3 separate regions of the Zea mays genome follow, and all the other regions are linked to region 1. Evidence: chromatin contacts called from public Hi-C data. All regions are on one chromosome and are shown on one strand. Each heading gives the region's core, a stretch centred on a gene start, on an enhancer-like site or on the middle of the called end of the contact. The rest is flanking DNA. Distances are from core to core; before and after follow the strand shown. Region 1 holds the start of LOC103629592 (subtilisin-like protease). Region 2 holds the start of LOC100282175 (GATA transcription factor 25). Region 3 holds the start of LOC100282698 (phosphatase DCR2).

Region 1 (3,447 bases), core at 567-3,066:
ATCACAACATCTTCACCAGCTCTATCAAGCCCACCTCCTGTTGACCATACCCCAGTTGGCAATCCAAGAAACTGAGGTGTGTGTGTAGTCAATTTCTGTACCTTCATGTCTCTCTCAACATGCTTAACTCCTGGGGCTTTCTTCAAGAACTCAGCCTGCCACAGCAAAACACAGTGTTCAAACAAGATAACAACCAAGAACTCAAATGGGGAAAAGGACATGCGCCTCTAAGCAAAATCGGGACACCAAATACCTGCAGTGGCGACATGTGAACTGCGAAGCCATTGATGAGATGATGGTAGCTATAAAGCTTCTCGTAAGTTCCTTCTACTAAAAGCGAGTCTAGCAGCTTGTCATGGTGTCCTCGGAGGTGGAGGGCATACGATTTGACAGCCTCGCTGCAAAATCAGTAAGCTTGAAATGAAGGCAAAACTATTGTGTTTGAAACATGCTAAGCGCAAGCCAGAGTGCAATGCAAAAATATAGTAAGGAACTTTCAGAGTTTGACATCAAGGATCCTATAGGAAAAATAACGGCAGGCAAGTTCAGATAGCAATAAAGCTTCAGAAACGAAATTGAACAACAATCAGTCTTGAGAGCCATGGCAAAGAAAAGCATCAGCGAGAGTAGTTCATTACCTGGTTAGATCAATTTCCTCGTCCGAATCCACAGCGGTTGCTGGAAATCCTTGGACACCGCCTCTGTAGCTAACGACCGGATCCCCTTCCATGGTCACGATGTACACATCATGCGTTCCAAGGGCCGCCCATTGCACTTGCACAAAGATAACAAGCAAACAGGCAAGCCTGATCCTCCTCATCTTTCACCGATGTCAGCACCGCAGAACCTTCCAAATATAGAGAGCCAGAAAGCACGAGGTCACGCAAGTATTCAGCACAAACAAACAAAAATTGAAAAAGCATGCATCTGCACTGCAGTCAGTCGAAAGCTTTGTGACGCCGCCCCCGGCCAGACCAGCAAGGGTAGAAGCAGTACTAGGCGGGCAACACTGACTGCCGCGCGCGGTGCAACCTTCCAGTAAATCACACGGCCATGTCACTCAAGGTGCGGCATCACAGTGGTCCACAGCCAGTACGTGCCCGCGGTGGCAGAGCTAGCCCACCCCCCCCCCCCCCCGGGGGGCTTCCCGTGGAGGTGTGGGAGCATTTATGGAACCTCTTAAATCAGGGGTTGGCAGTGGCGTTAAATGGCGCAGATTAAATGACGCGATCGATACGAGAAGGAGAGAACGGCTACCGCCTGCGCCTTGGATGCACTGCATATGCATTCATGCATGAGATGAGAGGTTTGGTGTTCAGACGATGAGCTAGTAAAACGCTGTCACTTTTAGTAGCTGGGGGAACAACGAGAAAGAAGCGTTTCGATCGAGTAGTTTCCGGAGGGCAAGAAGAACAGAACGGAATCTTTTTTTCTTCTACTTCTTTTTCTGGTGTCCGACAAGGAAATACTAAGAGCGAAGGACTCAATGCAACGATTGCAACCGACGATCACTCACTCGCGACAGCAGGGGCGGTTCCTGCCTCCGCTTCCGGCGGGATCTCCACTCCAATCCACTGGACACCGAGGAAGGAACAGCGGCGGCTCCCCGGCGCACGGCTCAGTGGGCGTCGTCGGTCGCGCCACCCAATGGCGGCGGCATGCCCGGGCGCGGCGCTGGCGGGACCAGCGAATCGCTCCGCTCCGCTCCGGGGGGTTGGGCCGTTGGGGTAGGGTTTGGGGAGCGGGGAGTGGAGTGGCAGTGGGCAGTGAGTGAGGGGGGAGGCGGGGAGCGGAAGGGAGGCAAAGGTGCGTGCTTGCGATGGTACTGGCTTGGCTAATGGTGCGTCGCCTTTTGGCTGCCTCCCTTGTCTTTAATGGAGGGAGAGGCAAGGCAAGCATCTCAAATCCTTGGGGTTTTTTTTCTCTCTCTCTCTCTCCCTTTGCAGCTCGCTGCTCCCGCTCTCGCCACGTAGATAAGCCGTCCCGGCAGGGCCGAAGGTGTCAGTGGGAGAGGCGCTGTGAACGCGGCGTACGGAGAAGTCCTTTTTATAATAAAATCGACGGCGACACGTCCTCCGGATATGGCCGCATGGGCATGGGGGAGGAGCAATCACCGGTTCGGAATGCGTGCACCTGGTCTTGGTGAGGTGTCCGACATGTCAGTGACAATTGGCTCATGGTCTTGTTCGGTAGCAGCAGGTCTCCTCTAGTGTGCGCCCGGCCCGCGTGAGTCGTGACTGACCAGAGACCCAGCCTGCCAAGCAGGGGCCGTGGCCCGTGGGCCCCGGCGCGGAGTGGAGCGGACTCTCTCCAAATCCAAACCAACAACACACGTCATAAAAACCGCATTATAGATCTAATCACTATAGTAAAACACAGGAGACCTGCTAGAGATAGGCTCGAGCTGAAACTCTGAAATCAGTAAGAAAGGAAGAAACTGTGGCACTGAAACTCTGAAATCAGTTGCAGTTGCACAAACCTTGGAGTTTTCCCTCCACAGGTCTCAGTCGCAAAACTAAACACAAAAAAAATGCATCTCAGGAGTCAGGATTCATGAAGGTCACCGTCAAAAGCAACAACAACAAACTGCTCCGAATCTTTAATAACAGAAATCCCTGTCAACAGAATATTCAGAGTAAAATGGGATTTGAGAAGCTGGATGGAAAGCTCAACCCAGGAAACGTCGACAAAACGTGAAATTCGCCCACCCACCCTCGAAGTATTTATAACGTCAAAGAATAATATCACTTCAGGAACATTGAACTGGTACGACAGTGCAACACAACCGTATCAGTTTGTTTCACTTCTGCCACACACACACTGTTGTTCTTGTATATGCTCACCGTATATGCCACACACACACACACACTATAGTTGAGAGAGGCCATGTCACCTGACTCTATATGCTAACCGTGGATCCGACTGACCTCGACATCCTCTTCGCGTCTCCTTTATTTCCTTCTGGCAAAGGGATGACCATCGCAAAGAAGATACGCCACCTCACCCCCCCCCCCCCCCCCCCCCCCCCTCTCCCACTGCCAATGTTCATCAGCACGCACCGGTCACTGATACCAAATTTCTGAGACACATGGTGTTTGCCGAGGTCCATCGTAAGCGCTTGGTGTCGCGACAAATAATGGTCCTTTGCCTATCTGATCTAGCTGATAGTTGTCTGCATGGAATCCGACCGGTCTGAGCTGTAGATCGTCTGAACGAGATCCTCAACCACCTCAGTCGGGGCTTTCGCTTTCAGCAGCATTTCGTCGTACTCTGCTTCTGGGCTCGACAGCGCTACGATCGCCCCACCCGCCCCGACCGAGGCTTCTCCGTCGTGCAGGATAACAGTTCGGATCACAATGTTCAGGTCGAATGTGTGGTTGTACGAGAAGAACCCGATCGATCCTGAGTACACTCCTCTTGGGCTTGTCTCAAGTGAATCAAGGATCT
Region 2 (3,447 bases), core at 664-3,163, 320 kb after region 1:
TAATTGGTTACTCCATTTTGACAATGCAAAATTAACTTTCCAAGGTAATGTAGAAATCAAGAGTATAGACATGTGCATTTTCAACTAACCATGGGGCATGCCCACGACATTTTTTAACATAAATAATAAATGAGCACTGCATAATCAGAGAGAGAAGTAGAAAACTGAGGGAAGGGAACAGACTTACATAAGTAAGTTTTTAGTAGGAAACATAGGAACGATAGCTATCAGCGAGTAGGCATTTGCTTTCTTCATTATTTCCACCACAAAACCAAATATAGATAGAACCATCAAAACATCCATTTTGGAGAAGACTTGATGGTGCTCCGTCGAGGCTTTGTGGGCTGCTACTGTCCCATGGAGTTCCTCTTCTTCATGGCTGAGGAGACTGTTGGGCTTAAGTAGTTATGACTCATCTGCAGTAGAGTCATGTTCTGCGAGTACGTCTTCCGCACAGGGATTAGCTGCTTTCACAAGGTTCCATTCTGCATTGGTGAGGTGCTTGGACAGCTCCACCTACTGAGTTGCAAACATGTAGGCATCACTCGTAAAAACCTTTGCAAGGAAGAAAAAGGATACTTTAACCAGTACTACATTCAGGTAGGGGTGGGCGTTCGGGTTACCCGAAAAATTCGGGTCGGGTAATTCGGGTTTTTAAAATTTCGGGTTTTGAGAATCGATACCCGAAATTACAACGGGTTTTGCAATACCCGAAAATTCGGGTACCCGGAATTTCGGGTTCGGGTTCGGGTATTCCCGAACTACCCGAACTATTGTGTCGGCTTCGTAAAAACACATACACCCTATTAAATTAGTATAAAAATATAGTTTGAATAATGATATACGTGAATATATAAAACACAAGCAATCTACAATCACAAGTTATGCACACTTACACATAATTATAGATGTACAAATTAATAATTAAGTATGACATTAGTACATGACACATGAAAGTTTGGGTAATTCGGGTACCCGATTGTGATACCCGAATTACCCGAAATTCCCGAACAAAATTCGGGTTTAGGGTATTTCGGGTTTCGGGTTTTTTGCCCAGCCCTACATTCAGGAACTCCAAACTACCAACACTGATTGGGCGATTACCACAACCAAAATGTAATATTTACAGTGCTCAGCTTGTGAGCACCCGCTACCAACACTGATTCCCACAACCAAAAGGCAACATTTACAATGCCTAGCTTGTGAGCACCCGCTTGGGTAGTAACTCATGTCACTATCATTACATCAAGCATTGCTACTGCTAACAACCCAAACAATTGAGAAGCAATTCCCTTTCCTAATCAACGACATTACAACAATTCATGAGTCCCAGCAATAGCTCACCCACCGCCACTGGCTCCACAGCGACTGGTCATGCCTGCTTGGCCACATGCAGATCTTAGGCTAACCACACTGCAAGTTTACGACCAGTCTAAGAACTAACTACTAAGAACCTCATATCCAAAGCACCCCTCAACCGCAACAAATGCACAAGCAGGAACATGAAGGGGGAAAAAGTGCAGGTGATTCGGACGGGAGCAGGAACGAGCGTTGGTATTATGTTGACCTGTGCGACTTGAGCCGCGCGACGAGGAGGCCCTGCCCGAGCAGCGCGTCGACGTTCTCAGTGGCGATCACAGAGGGTAGATTGCCATGCGTGGTGAGTAGAAGTTCTGGTGGTTCAAGAGCCCGCTGCCGTGATGCTGCCCCTGCGCACGGACAGCCGCCAGCGCGAAGGCCCTGGCGGAGAAGATCGCCGCCTTGATCGATCTTTGGTGGGAGGCGGGGACGGGGGAGCGTGGGCGGCGGACACGGAGCGGAGACTGGCGCGCAAGCATCGCGGAGGATGCGGCGCTGAGGCCAGGGCGAACGGAGAAGGGTGGGGAGAGCCTGGCGGGACATGGTTGTGCAAAGAGTCTACACTATTGACTTTAATAGATAGTAGAGAAGTAGCGACTAGGGACACTGTACTGCAAAAACTAGTGGATCCGACGTCTGTGATCTGTCAACAAAAACCCGGACCCACACGGCCGCCTCCTGCATGTCCACCCTCCAAATCGAAAACAGATCGAAATCCTAGGGTAGGGTTACCCTCCACCCCAATCCCCATCGTCCGTTCCGATCCGATCCCTCACCGTCCATCAATGTCCCACTCCCACCATGACGGAAGCAAGCCCTACCAGCCGCGCCGGGGGCCCGAGCGCCCCCCGCAGCCGGCGGACGGGATAGCCGTCCCGCCTCCTGCCGCCGTTGCCCCGTCGGTGGAGCACCTCGTGGCGGCCGCCGCCGAGGCGGAGGCGTTGAGTCGCTTGGGCGCGGAACAACAGCAGCTGCTGCAGGGGCACGAGCAGGAGGTTGGGGAGGAAGAAGGGGAGGACGAGGAGGAAGACGAGATGGAGGACGACGACGACGACGACGATGAGCAGGAAGGGCAGCACGGCGGCATCGGTGTGGAGCACGTTCCCATGGACGCAGATGCTGCTGCTGCCGCCGCCGTGGCGGCCGCTGGCGCGCAGATGGACCCGCACTCGGTGTTGGTGCCTGGGACCGTGCCACCCATGGCGACCAACCAGCTCACCCTCTCGTTCCAGGGCGAGGTCTATGTATTCGACTCTGTCTCCCCTGATAAGGTGCCTCTCCTCTTCTGCCCTCTGTAGACGTGAACTTGTTTTCTCTGCGTGTAGCCAATTCAATTCGCTAGACCGATGAGAGTTTTTGGTTCTGTCTGCAGGTCCAAGCCGTGCTTCTGCTGCTTGGAGGCAGGGAGCTGAGTAGCCTGAGCGGAGCGTCGTCCTCTGCACCTTATAGTAAGGTTGGGATATGTGATGTTGAATCTTATGTATAATAATGCCCGTGACTATGTCCATAGTAACTGCAAACTGGAATGGATAGTTCACATACCTGTGTTTGCTCGTCTCCTCCTTTCAGAGGTTGAACTTTCCACATCGGGTGGCATCACTGATGAGATTTAGGGAAAAGCGGAAGGAGCGGAACTTTGATAAGAAGATCCGGTACAATGTCCGGAAGGAAGTTGCACTTAGGTTGGTGATAGCTGTTTAACTTTGGCTGGTTACACTGTTCGTACTATCTAAAGTGGCATTAAGTTTGTTCTGTCGGAACTTAATAAACTTAAATTGTGATTGGAAACCAAGGATTTGTTCTATTGTATGGTATCCTATTGCCCTTGAAACTCAATACATCTCTTGTGTACATTTGTTCAAATGTAACTAGTTCCAAGTGGGAAGATGCATGTCCTAACTCCATGGCATTTTCCAAGTTATTATGATTAGAATAAATCAATTATTCGTGAACCCTGTTTTTATGTGGTATTTTTAGTAGTGCCTAGAAGGGCAGGATTGGTGTAGTGGTGAGAGTTGTGTCACCGAGTCACTGTTTGTGTGTTCGAAGCAGCCTCTCTGCATTTGCGTGAGAAGGCTTGTCTCGGTT
Region 3 (3,447 bases), core at 325-2,824, 280 kb after region 1:
GGCACAGACCGCCGCGTCAACAGGAGGCGCCATCATCATCCTACCCCGAATCGACTCGGGTCACGGAGAACAAGACCGGCGTCTCATCCGGCCAGCTCCGCCAGAGGGGCAATGATGGCGCTCCACAAGCTCTATGACGACGGCGGCCCCCGGCTCTCTTACGGAAGCAGGACAACGTCAGCAGGGACTCGACCGCTCCAATAGCTGTCCCTCCATCAGGCTCCGCCGCACCTCCGACAGCCACGACATCACGCCAGCAGGGTGCCCAGATCTCTCCGGCTGCCACATTGGCATGTACCTAGGGCGCTAGCTCTCCCTCCGCTAGACACGTAGCACTCTGCTACACCCCCCATTGTACACCTGGATCCTCTCCTTACGACTATAAAAGGAAGGACCAGGGCCTTCTCAGAAAAGGTTGGCCGCGCGGGACCGAGGACGGGACAGGCGCTCTCTTGGGGCCGCTCGCTTCCCTCACCCGCGTGGACGCTTGTAACCCCCCTACTGCAAGCGCACCTGACCTGGGCGCGGGACGAACACGAAGGCCGCGGGACTTACACCTCTCTCACGCTCGACTCCGGCCACCTCGCCACTCCCCCCTTCGCGCTCGCCCACGCGCTCGACCCATCTGGGCTGGGGCACGCAGCACACTCACTCGTCGGCTTAGGGACCCCCCTGTCTCGAAACGCCGACAGCTGCCAGGAGTAAGTACCGTCGGTCCAGGATTGGACGGGGTGTTACAAGTGGTATCAGAGCTGACCCTCGAGGTTTCACGGGCGTGTGTGAGCTAGAGGGTTCGGGTATATGGCGCATGGCGCATGTGGGTCTGAAGTGGTCACATGGCATGGCATATGACGACACTAGACACACGGACGTGGCTAAGAGGGGAGGTTTCTGGATTGGGGTTGACCGACGAGGACGTCGGTCTTCTAAGGGGGTGAATTGTGATATCCTGGCCAAAAGTTTAATAGAATTAATAGAGTATTCGTATCAACAAGTTGCATCTTCTTTTTCGGAAGCCTATCTCTAAAGAACCTCCAAGTTAAACGTGATTGGTTTGGAGCAATTTGGGATGAGTAACCGACTGAGAAGTTTTCTCGGGTGCGCATGAGTGAGGACAAAGTGCACAAAAAAACTCGTGTTAGTTTGTGGGGACGATATATGATCTTAGAAAGCTGTCAGGAGTAAGTACCGCCGCTATAGGGATTAGACGGGGTGTTACATAACTATGGATCATTCGATAAATTGGTTCCCGGACAAAACTAAATAAATAAATAAACTCATGGCACCGTATGCAGGGCCACGAAATTCAGCCATGTTGCTTACCTAATACCTGGACGGCCAAGACTTGGTAGCCTGTGACCACCATCATCTTATTTTAGGACATCTTTTATGTCATCACTCACAAGGTAACATAGTAAACGTCAAATTGCCGGTAGCCCTCTTTTACGTAGTGGAACATGGCAGCCATTGAAGCTGACGGACAGGGGATGATAGTGATGCTGCCAGTGCTGGCTGTGCTATGAAAACAATCCAGGCAAAGGCAATATGAAGACTGAACCTGAAAAAACAACAAGCGACATGTTCACGCCTGTTGGTTCGGTTCGGTTTCGGCATGGAGGTAGCTGAGAGACCGATGGCCTCGTCCCACCTGGCAGCTCTCGTCTCCCTGCTGATCCCCTGCCTCCTTGCGCTTCTGCTGCTCCGCCTCGCCGCCGTGCTGGACCCGGACCCCGACGCCGCCGTGCCCCGCATCAAGGCGGCCGCGCCCCTCCCTCTCCGGTTCCGCCACGATGGCGCCTTCAAGATCCTCCAGGTGCGCGCCTCTCGCCCAGGCCCAGCCCACCCACGCGCGCACTCGCTCGCTCGCGCTTGCTTCCCGTCCGCCCCCCCGCGCGTTCGTCTAGGAAGCTTACGACCTGATCCCGCTCTCTGACGCCCGCTGCTAGGTGGCGGACATGCACTTCGGCAACGGCGCCACCACGCGCTGCCGGGACGTGGGCCCCGAAGGCGGCGGCGCGCGCTGCTCCGACCTCAACACCACGCGGTTCCTGCGCCGTGTCATCGAGGCCGAGAAGCCCGACCTCATCGCCTTCACCGGTGCGCTTCTCTCTTCTCCTTTCTACATCCTATTACTTGCCCTTTTGTGCTCCTAGACTACGAAAGTTGTTTCCCTTTTAGTCCTTTACATATACAAGCAAAAGGGGCGCATTGTAATTTAATCTTAACGCTCACGTTGGTTCAATTTGGATCAGGGGACAACATATTTGGGGGCAGTGCAACTGACGCAGCAGAATCACTACTCAGAGCAATCAGCCCTGCTATCGAATACAGGGTGCCATGGGCTGCCATCTTAGGTAATCATGACCAAGAGTCGACAATGACCCGGGAGGAGCTGATGACCTTCATGTCTCTAATGGACTACTCGGTATCTCAAGTAAACCCACCTGGTTTTTTGGTACATGGGTTTGGGAATTATCATGTTGGCATCCATGGGCCATTCGGATCCGAGCTGGTCAATACTAGCCTGCTTAACCTTTACTTCCTGGATAGCGGTGATCGTGAAATGGTGAATGGAGTTAAAACATATGGATGGATCAGAGAGTCTCAACTCGCCTGGCTTCGTTCTACTTCCCTGGAGCTTCAGGTACTTTCTGATTATTATTGATAACAAAATCACAGCATGTGAAGTTGTGATTGTAATTTGAGAACGCTAAAAAATGAAGTGTTAGAAACTATTGAACAAATCTGGGACCAACAGTTAATCAAGTTTGCTTAGGTACCATTTGTTCATATTCAGACACAATTGTTGTATTTGTATATATACTCTGTATTTCTTTTTTCTCTCTCTAACTTGCAGGAGAACTGCACATCTTTATATTAAGAAGGAAAAGAAAGGATCCAAACTAGACCGATACAAGAGAGGGTACATACACCCCTGGGGGCCAAAACCTGACATACTTATAGGGATCCATAATGATAAAAGCTTATAGCATTACTAACTACCAACAGCTATGGCCAAAGTTCTCTTAAGACCGCAGGCCCAGCCTAAAACCAAGCTCTGACCTCCTCTAAAATTTCTTGCTGAACTCTGGGTGTGCTAGGAGGGTTCTTCTAAAAAATACAAGCATTCCTATGCTTCCAAACACACCATGCCACAATCATAACCAGGGAATTTAAACCTTTTTCCTTGCATTTAGGCAACCTTGCCTCAGCTTTCCTCCACCATTCTTGAAAAACTTCATCATTGAAGTCTTGGGGTACGGCGATGCAGCCCTGCTGTGGATAAAGTGCTGAACCAGATTTCTCTAGTGAAGACACAAGAGACTGAGATGTGTTGCGCTGTTTCATCCTGCTGGTCGGCGGTCACAAAGAAGGCATTGTTCTGGATGTTCCAATCCTTGCCATGCTAAGCGGTCAGTCATCCAACATCTATTTGAGGAAGCTAGC

The links. Hi-C and Micro-C count contacts between places; a contact is called where the count stands out from the background.
Region 2: a Hi-C map of endosperm shows a contact between it and region 1, with 2.3 times the contacts expected there. The contact joins the promoter of LOC100282175 here to the promoter of LOC103629592 in region 1. A contact is called at or near these places in 3 of 25 Hi-C or Micro-C datasets (ear, endosperm and tassel).
Region 3: a contact with region 1 is called in a Hi-C map of endosperm, with 2.3 times the contacts expected there. The contact joins the promoter of LOC100282698 here to the promoter of LOC103629592 in region 1. A contact is called at or near these places in 3 of 25 Hi-C or Micro-C datasets (ear, endosperm and leaf).

What each region holds. Positions count from the first base shown.
Region 1 is chr6:96,709,483-96,712,929 of Zm-B73-REFERENCE-NAM-5.0, forward strand. LOC103629592 (subtilisin-like protease) reads right to left here and starts at 1,817. Exons shown (of 11, transcript NM_001301471.1): 1 at 1,517-1,817; 2 at 639-847; 3 at 254-398; 4 at 1-155. The coding sequence starts at 820. LOC103629593 (probable aminodeoxychorismate synthase, chloroplastic) reads right to left here. Exons shown (of 13, transcript XM_020539309.3): 13 at 2,690-3,447. The coding sequence ends at 3,158.
Region 2 is chr6:97,029,567-97,033,013 of Zm-B73-REFERENCE-NAM-5.0, forward strand. It overlaps LOC100282175 (GATA transcription factor 25), which reads left to right and starts at 1,914. Exons shown (of 7, transcript NM_001412071.1): 1 at 1,914-2,630; 2 at 2,732-2,812; 3 at 2,929-3,041. The coding sequence starts at 2,145.
Region 3 is chr6:96,992,552-96,995,998 of Zm-B73-REFERENCE-NAM-5.0, forward strand. It overlaps LOC100282698 (phosphatase DCR2), which reads left to right and starts at 1,575. Exons shown (of 4, transcript NM_001371881.1): 1 at 1,575-1,813; 2 at 1,947-2,097; 3 at 2,253-2,644. The coding sequence starts at 1,613.